2 separate regions of the Zea mays genome follow, and region 2 is linked to region 1. A link is a contact called in public Hi-C data. All regions are on one chromosome and are shown on one strand. The core of a region is the stretch at or near the end of the contact, and the rest is flanking DNA. Distances in the headings are between cores, read along the strand shown. Region 1 holds the start of LOC542713 (ferredoxin NADP reductase 1). Region 2 holds the start of LOC100284409 (syntaxin 121).

What was found. A called contact is a pair of places that touch in the nucleus more often than the background predicts.
Region 2: a Hi-C map of ear shows a contact between it and region 1, with 2.2 times the contacts expected there. The contact joins the promoter of LOC100284409 here to the promoter of LOC542713 in region 1. A contact is called at or near these places in 3 of 25 Hi-C or Micro-C datasets (ear, leaf and tassel).

The regions. Positions count from the first base shown.
Region 1 is chr1:291,930,908-291,935,089 of Zm-B73-REFERENCE-NAM-5.0, forward strand. It overlaps LOC542713 (ferredoxin NADP reductase 1), which reads right to left and starts at 1,437. Exons shown (of 6, transcript NM_001308480.1): 1 at 1,173-1,437; 2 at 1,014-1,073; 3 at 232-570. The coding sequence starts at 1,199.
Region 2 is chr1:292,572,900-292,577,341 of Zm-B73-REFERENCE-NAM-5.0, forward strand. It overlaps LOC100284409 (syntaxin 121), which reads left to right and starts at 2,777. Exons shown (of 1, transcript NM_001157304.2): 1 at 2,777-4,149. The coding sequence starts at 3,096. The coding sequence ends at 4,016. It overlaps LOC103644142 (trafficking protein particle complex subunit 8), which reads left to right. Exons shown (of 29, transcript XM_008667340.4): 26 at 1-94; 27 at 233-391; 28 at 632-738; 29 at 827-1,942. The coding sequence ends at 1,355.

The DNA.
Region 1 (4,182 bases), core at 187-2,686:
TTAGCCTGGTCGTCTAACATTATGCCACATGGTATATTGAAAACAATATCTACATATTCGAAAAGGACATCAGTATGCCTATATTTATCTGTAGAGAATAATACATTTAGCAGTTTAGCACCATGCAAAGGTAAAGTTGATTGTTCTTTATACGATAATGACACCAAGTGTGAAGAAAACTAATGTTATGTTCTCAGACAAAGGAAATGACAGAGAGAAGGGAATACTTACAGGAGGAATGACGCCGTAGCTCTGGCCCTCCCAGTACGGCACATTGCCACCATGGTCGATAACGATGTGGCAAGTCTCCCCCGGAGCTTTGGGGCCGACCAGACTCTCCACCGAGACAATGGTGGCCGTGAAGGGCTCCTTGGGCTTGTACGTGTTGAGAGGTGGCTCCTTGGCGCTCTCGAGATGGAGCGGCGCGACGGAGACCTTACTCCTGCTCGCCTGCTGGACGGACATGCAGAGCACCTTGCTGGCGCGCCTGGGCCGCACCGAGCAGCTGCTCTCCCAGGCCAATGTGCCGCCGACCCATGATTTGCTGCCGAAGCTAACATTGTTGTTGCCCTGGAGCACAACGAAAGGCCAAGCTTAGAAGTTAGTGCGCCGTCTATAGCCTTCATCGCCGCGAGTTCAGAATCATCGGCATAGAAATATAGAATAGAATGGCTGACAGGTACACCGCCGAGTTTCAGCAGCGAGCGCTCTGAATTACTGAAGATGTGCATGCAGGGTTACGGATGGCCTATACAAGCCATTCATCAAACCGATCCGCGCAGAACAGCGCCTAGCCTCGATCTAGCAACGGCATCTAACATTCGAGCTCTGACTCCCTGTTGTTACCAATCTAGTACTACGGGAACTACCCATTAGTCAAACTATTCAGTCATCTACCAACCCAGCGCCGCCGCCGCCGCCGCCGCCGCCGACCGAATCGCAGAAGATTCCCTCGTAGGGAGAGAAAAAAAAAAGCAGCAGACGGGGCGAGATTCCGGCGCCGCGGCACGCACCTTGATCCCGGAGCTCCTGGCGCCGCCGTCCGAACCGAAGACCGGCGCCGAGACAGCCACCTGCAGGGCAGGTCAACAGAGAGAGAGAGGGAGGGACGGAGACCGAGTCAGCGGCGCACGAAGCGGAAGCGGGTGCACGGACGGGAGGAGCGCGCGTACCCGGGACGCAGCAGCAGCGGTCGCCATGGCTGGTCAGGAGGGGGGGGGCGAGGGGCGTCGGGCCGGGGAGGGGAGGGTTGATCTGAAGGAGGAGAGGAGTCTCGCCGAAGGGACAAGGGTTTAATAGAGGCGGAGCCGCGGAGGGGACTGGAGGAGGGCCGAGGGCCTCAGTCAGGGCCAGCAGTGAGCTCTTGAGGTGGCGGAAGGGACGACCCGCTCGCTCCCGCTGGTTGGAGAGGCAGTCAGGCAGGGCTGGCTGGTTGGTTGGTTGATTAGCAGCCGCTAACACATTTTTTTATATAAAAAAACAGTCGTTGTCCAAGTTGTGTGCTTTGATGGGGGTCGTATTTGATCTGGGCGTGCTGTGTTGGTGAGCCAGCCCAGCCGTAAGCAGGCACCGAGAGGTGATTGGGCGCTGGGGTCGGCCGAGAGCGGCCGCTCGGGAGCTTCGGGTCCGGTGGCTGCTGGAACGGCCTTGTGGAGGTGTCAAGGGCCACCTTTTGTCTCCGATCACACCGGTCAAAAGAGCACAGAGCGCAAGCCTAACCCAGATGCATGCACGACCTGCAGTGTAGCGCATAGAGATGGCAACGGGTACAAACCCGCTGGGTTTTGCCGTCCCAAACCCGTACCCGTGAAAAATATCCATGCCCGTTAAAAAACCCGTACCCATGACGGGTTTGAGATTTTGCCCAAACCCGTACCCGTCGGGTTAGCGGGTACCCATGGGTTACCCGCGGGTTTCATCTCCAATATACTTGTTCTTCTCATAATCAATAAGTATCGTAATGATTAATGAGATCATGATCCAAAATCTATGTAATGAACAACGAGTTCATGATTTGGTATAAAAATTATTAGTAGAGAGAATGAAATACAAATAATAAGTTGTATAATTAAGTGACCTTGCACTAAGTTATCCATCCACCACATATATAACGCTAGTAAAAACTATAATAGCAAGCAAGCAACACTCTCACCGACTACTGATGCATTCACCAATTGATAAAAATTATGAAGTAAATAAGGAATAACAAGTTTGTTGGTCGTTTATAAAATAAAATGACAATATGCACTAGGTTTGGTCGGGTTTAAAAAACCCACGGGTTCACGGGTTTGGGTACTATAGGAACAAACCCGTACCCATAAACCCGCCGGGTATAGATTTATGCCCATTAACAAACCCATGGGTATGAAAATTGACCCAAACCCGTACCCTAATGGGGTAAAAACCCATCGGGTTTTGGGTTTCGGGTACCCATTGCCATCTCTAGTAGCGCATCACGCCAACGAGAAATGAATAATGCTAATACACACGCCTGGACTTCCCTCACAAGAAGATGCTTTGCTGGCGAGGTTGTGGCTCTTTTTCCATGACGGTTAAATTAAGCTGGGCCTTTTTTTTACAGCCGCTACTAAACACTAAACTAAGCTCCAAAGATTAATAGTGTGTTTGGTTTGAGGAATAAAGTGATTCATCTTCTTCTCATTCACTTTTTTTATTTGGTTTGTGTAATAGAATGAGATGATCCATCACCACCCTATTCCTCATAAACTAATAATTAGTATATAGATGAAGAGTGGGTTGATTCCACCAAAATTGATGGAATGAACTTAAGATACATCACCTCATGAAGTATAGAGTGACTCCACGAACCAAATACACTATAAGGGCTTGTTCGGTTAGCTCTCAATCCATGTGGATTGAGTGGAATTGGATGTGTTTGAATCCCAAACAAGTCAAAGTTTTTCTCAATTTTTTCCAATCTCATTCAATCCATGTGTATTGGGAATAACCGAACAAGCCCTAAATGTATTTTCAGTAATGGTCTGGTACGTTGGTAAATACCGCTTTCCAAAGCTCGCTGCCCACATCAATAGCACGCATACAGAAAGGAACTTTCACAAGTCAGCAGAAACGCAACGGCTCTATGATCATCTAACTGCACATATTCCTAGGGAAAAAAGTTGAGGTTTATTTTTCTAAAAATATATATTTTTTTGAAAAGGAGAGACAAAAGATTTGGCACTCCAATATATTAGAAGGAGTAAAACTAATAGGAAATTATAGGGAACCGAAACGACTTACAAGACTACAAGCAAACTATACTGAACAAACCTACTGAGCAGACCTACTAGCCAGCCGAACCCTGGAAACAACCAACTAACTCGTTGACCACTAACGCGACCTGCTCCACTGATCTAAGCTAACTATGGAAGATTCTATTGTTCCTTTCTAACCGAATGCTCCACCAAAAGTAAATCATAAGGCCATCAAAGGATCTTCTCGAATGCTTGTTGCACCTACTTCTCAGATTCCTCCACCAATCATACAAGGATTCAGAGCCATAGATCCCCTAAAGGACGAAAGGTTCGTCCAAGACAAGATTCTGTCCCACACCTCCCTGCTGAAGGGGCAGTCCTTGCATAAAAAATATCTGCTACAAAAGGAAAACGAATGAATTTCAAGCCTTCAGCAAAAATACATTATGCGTCACAGCCACCACTTCAAACAGTTATAAATGTTTACATAGGGATGCATAGGGAAAAAACCAATGCAAGGTGCATGAACTGACAATGGCACTTTGAAACAATCCCATAGCGCACTGAAATCGGCTGCCTTTTTCATATTATCATTGTTAAGGTAACATCATGTATCCCTGATAATACTACTGATAGCCTTTTATATCAAAATGAACTGGCAGATGATGCTTTGAAGCAATCCCATGCTTTTTTATTCTTTCGACGGGGTAGCAAACCCTCACCTGATATATTAGGCTCTAGCAGACTGTAGAAAAAACCCTAAGAGGCAAAAGGTTTACAAGCATGAGAGGGCGTGAGAGAGGCATCTATGGCAAGCAGACATCAGTGTGGTTCAACCGATAAGCCCACAGGCGGGCATCCACAATACATGCACGAAGAGTGACATCTAACGGTGAGGATTCAGTCGAAAGACAGTTGTTGCTTCGCTTCCACAAGTGCCACCAGCAAAGAGCAGCGAAGGTGGGAA
Region 2 (4,442 bases), core at 1,527-4,026, 640 kb after region 1:
ATGGGCAGTTTCAGCATTGGCGGCGTGCAGTTCAATCAACTCTGTTGAAACAGTATCAGAAAATCAGGCTGTGTCGTACTTCTTCAAAATTAAGGTTGAAGGCACATTCTTCAATGAACTGCCAGATACAGAACACTTCGATGGTTTCCATTGTCTTATTCAATGCTCTTGTTTTATAAGTCTTGTGAATTCAAGGTTGTGATATATTTTCCCAATGCATGCTTGTTTGAAGGATTGTGAGGCGGATTCTTGTAAAGAGGCAGAAAGTGATTCCTGCACAAGCGATATGGCTTTGTGTCCAGGAAGTAGCACTGATCTGTTTGACATTGCACGATCTCCTTTTGTTGATTTTCACCATCAAGAAAGATGCAGGCAAGTGAAGATGGCAAAGGTTAGTTCTTATGTTATAATTTATTACACTGATGTTGCATACTTGCATCATTTGACTATTATTTTCTTGCTGGTTCCATGAGTTACCGTCTGATGAATCGATTTCTGGGTAGTTTCTTGACCCAAATATTCAAGGTCAACTTAACACAAACTTGATTGGAAAACTGGCACATGCATAAATTTTTTTGTTATTTTGATCAATGATTAATAAAATTCTGACCTACACTTGATAACTGTTCAGGGGCCATGCAGCCTTCTTGATTTTGTTCTAATCTCAAAGGCAGTTGATAACTCTTCCAAGCCTACTCCAGACTTCGAACTACTTTCTCATCACACATGTCATTGCAGGCAAGTGATAGAACATGTAGTTGGTTGCAATCTTCGTTGGCCTTTGTTGATGTTGAATAATTGCTGATCCCATCTTCTGTTTTCATAGTGCTCTAAGCCAGAACCCTATATGGTGGCTTATGGAAGGGCCTCGGACAATTAGTCATGATTTCTCAAAGTCTTATTGTGAGGCTAACCTCCAATTGGTCATTCACAATTCAGAAGCTCATAAGATTTTGGTGAGAGTGGTCACTTTTGATGTAATTCCAGAGAAAACCGTCCATCCTCATGACTCAACCAGTGCTCAGGGTGGATGGTATGATGTATCACTGGAAAGTGACGTAAAGGCCATCTCTAGTTCCAAGAGTACACATCAAGAGAAGCGATCTTCGAAGAGCATTCCACCATATGTTTGGTGTTCATTGAGTTGTGCTCAAATCGAGCTCCAACCTGACAGTTGTGCTAGAGTTCCTCTAAAAGTGTGCATATTTGCACCGGGCACATACAATTTTTCCAATTATGAGCTGCAATGGAAAGTGCATCTATCTGAGGGACCACATGTGGGTGAAAATGAGAACCGGTTATCTGGCGGTGGTCTAGGCTATCCTTTCTATGTCACTGTCCTTCAAGGTGTCTAAGTAATTATCAGGATTCAAGAAGTACCTTCTTGAGCGTCAATATAGACCAGTGCAAAACTCAGGAACTACACCCAATTGCAACGGGCTGATGATAATAGGTGCCAGCCAGTCCAGTTTGTGCAAAGATCTGCCCCGGAAGTTCCCTGACTGAATATACTTGGATACGCTCATGGTTCTGCTTCGGTACCGATATATTTACACGTCATTTTGAAGGATGAGTTCTGGTGAGTACATGTATACAATTGTCGCTGGGAACAAAAACTAACGGTAATTGCTGGTGGATTTTTGGCAGACAGAATATACCGATAGAAGTTTTGCTTGTCTAATTGTTGATGGTGGCTAGTAGGAGCATATACTATTCCTGTACATCCTGTTTAACTTGTCGCTGCTAGACGATTTCGCAAATGTAGTATGTAGTGGTAGATGGATCCGATAAATTTTCTGTAATTTTGACGAGGTAATCAGGCAATCGTCTCGAGATTGTTGTTGTATGGGCGACAGTATTTTTTCATTGTTTGTACAATCCTTTTAAAAATCATCGTCTGGCCTTGAGCCTTTATGCCATATGGGTATATGTTGATTCCCCTTTTCAGTTCCTCGTATCGACGTCCAGCTGTCCACATCAGGTGCAAGTGTCTGAGGGGTGCTGTTATTTTTGATATTTTCTTTTCTTTCTGATCGTGATGTCGTCTTTTGGAGATCGTAATCACTACGGAATTGCTATGATATTTTGTGTGATGACGTTGTTTTTGGGAGATCATAATCAATACGGAATTGCTGTGGTGACTTCGAAGAGCTAGTGTATCATGTCGCCCCTTTTGCCTCTGATACGAACACATTTGCACTTCTGTAGGGTGCAGTTGTTTTCGGATATCATAACCACTATGTGACTGCTATGATACTCTGTGTGATGACTCTGAATAACATACCATGTGGGTTCTTTTGATACTAGCCAGATGCACGACGGGCTGACGAGCACGGCGCCTTCTGCTCGATCCAGTGCATGCGCCGGCCCGGCCATTTGGCCAGTACCTTCGCCGAGAACTCCTTGATCCTTGTGTGACGCTGACGCAGCATGTCAGCATGTGGTGTAGTACTTGTACTTCTAACTTCTAAGAGATACTCAAGCGACAGTACGACACTATGCTACAGGGTACCGTATCGCCCTTTTCTCTCTTGTCTCGGTGTTACGAGACAGACAAGTGGATCTGTAGCTGTGCAGTTGGGTTGATCGGGTCAGATCAGCCGGTCAGCATGGATCGGATAGTGCCGGGTGGTTGGTAGTTACGGCTCGTTGGATTTCCAGCGAGGCGACCCGGCGAAAGACCTGGACCCGCGCGCCGAATCCCACCACCCATCGCGTCCCCAAGAACCCTCGCTCGTACGTGTCCGTGCCCCCCTCTGCCCTCTCCTTCGTCCCACCTTCCTCCCGCGTTGCCATTTCAGAGCAAGGTGGCGCGCGCCGCCTCCTCATCACACGGTCTCCTCGCCCGCCACGGCGTCACATCACATGGATGCCTCGGCACGGCCGACTCCTTCAACTCCGCGTCCGTCGTCTTGTTCCATCTCGCATGATTGATTGAATCTCCACGCCCCCCTTGTCCAACTACCCCTCCCACTATTTCATTTCATTTCATCCCCCCGATCCAAGAAACCGGCCACCGGGCCGGAGCGAACCCTTAGAAGCGACCTTGGCCCGTGAGGAAGCCAATCAGCCAGAGACAGAACAATCCATCCACCATGAACAGCCTGTTCTCGAGCTCATGGAAGCGCGACGGCGGGGACATCGAGTCCGGCGGCGTGGAGATGTCTGCGCCGCCGGGCGCCGCGGCGGGCGCGAGCCTGGACAGGTTCTTCGAGGACGTGGAGTCCATCAAGGACGAGCTCCGCGACCTGGAGCGCATCCAGCGGTCGCTCCACGACGCCAACGAGGGGGGAAAGTCGATGCACGACGCGGCGGCCGTGCGCGGCCTCCGCGCGCGGATGGACGCGGACGTGGCCGCGGCGATCAAGAAGGCCAAGGTGGTGAAGCTGCGCCTCGAGTCGCTGGACCGCGCCAACGCCGCCAACCGGTCCGTGCCCGGGTGCGGGCCGGGCTCCTCCACCGACCGCACCCGGACGTCCGTCGTGGCCGGGCTGCGCAAGAAGCTCCGGGACTCGATGGAGTCCTTCTCGTCGCTGCGGTCCCGCGTCGCGGCCGAGTACCGGGACACGGTGGCGCGGCGGTACTTCACGGTCACGGGGGCGCAGCCCGACGAGGCGACCCTGGACGCGCTGGCGGAGTCCGGGGAAGGGGAGCGGTTCCTGCAGCGCGCCATCGCGGAGCAGGGCCAGGGGCGCGGGGAGGTGCTGGGCGTGGTGGCGGAGATCCAGGAGCGGCACGGCGCCGTGGCGGGGCTGGAGCGCAGCCTGCTGGAGCTGCAGCAGGTGTTCAACGACATGGCCGTGCTGGTGGCCGCGCAGGGGGAGCAGCTGGACGACATCGAGGGCAACGTCGGCCGCGCCAGGTCCTTCGTCGACCGCGGACGCGAGCAGCTGCAGGTGGCGCGGAAGCACCAGAAGAGCACCCGCAAGTGGACCTGCATCGCCATCCTCATCCTCCTCGTCATCATCCTCGTCATCGTCCTCCCCATCGTGCTCAAGGGCGTCAATAAGAACTAGGCCGCCTGGCCTGCGTAATTCGTTCTAGTTTTTTTTTTTCGTGGCCTTTGTATCATACATACGGTTCGTTGATACGGTCGTCTTGATTATATTTTCTTCTATTGCCTCAACCTTCGATTACATGGTTTTGTTTATAACACATGATTCATTTTCTTTTGCTGTCGATGTGCCTTGGGGAAAGATGAGCGAGCTTAGGTCGGAACTTGCGGGTCAAAACCTGCTTTTGCGGTGGTTATTGACTTTACTCGTACGCAGCACGCACGCCTGTGACCTGACGCACTCCCGGTCTTCCTCCTAGTCGGGCTCGGGCATATACCGGGCCAGTCGCCAGGGCCGGCTGGTGCGCCAGCGCCTCGCATATACCGGGTCAACAATCTTTTGCTATTCTCAGAGTGCCGAGCCACTTACTCTAAATCTATCCTCTAT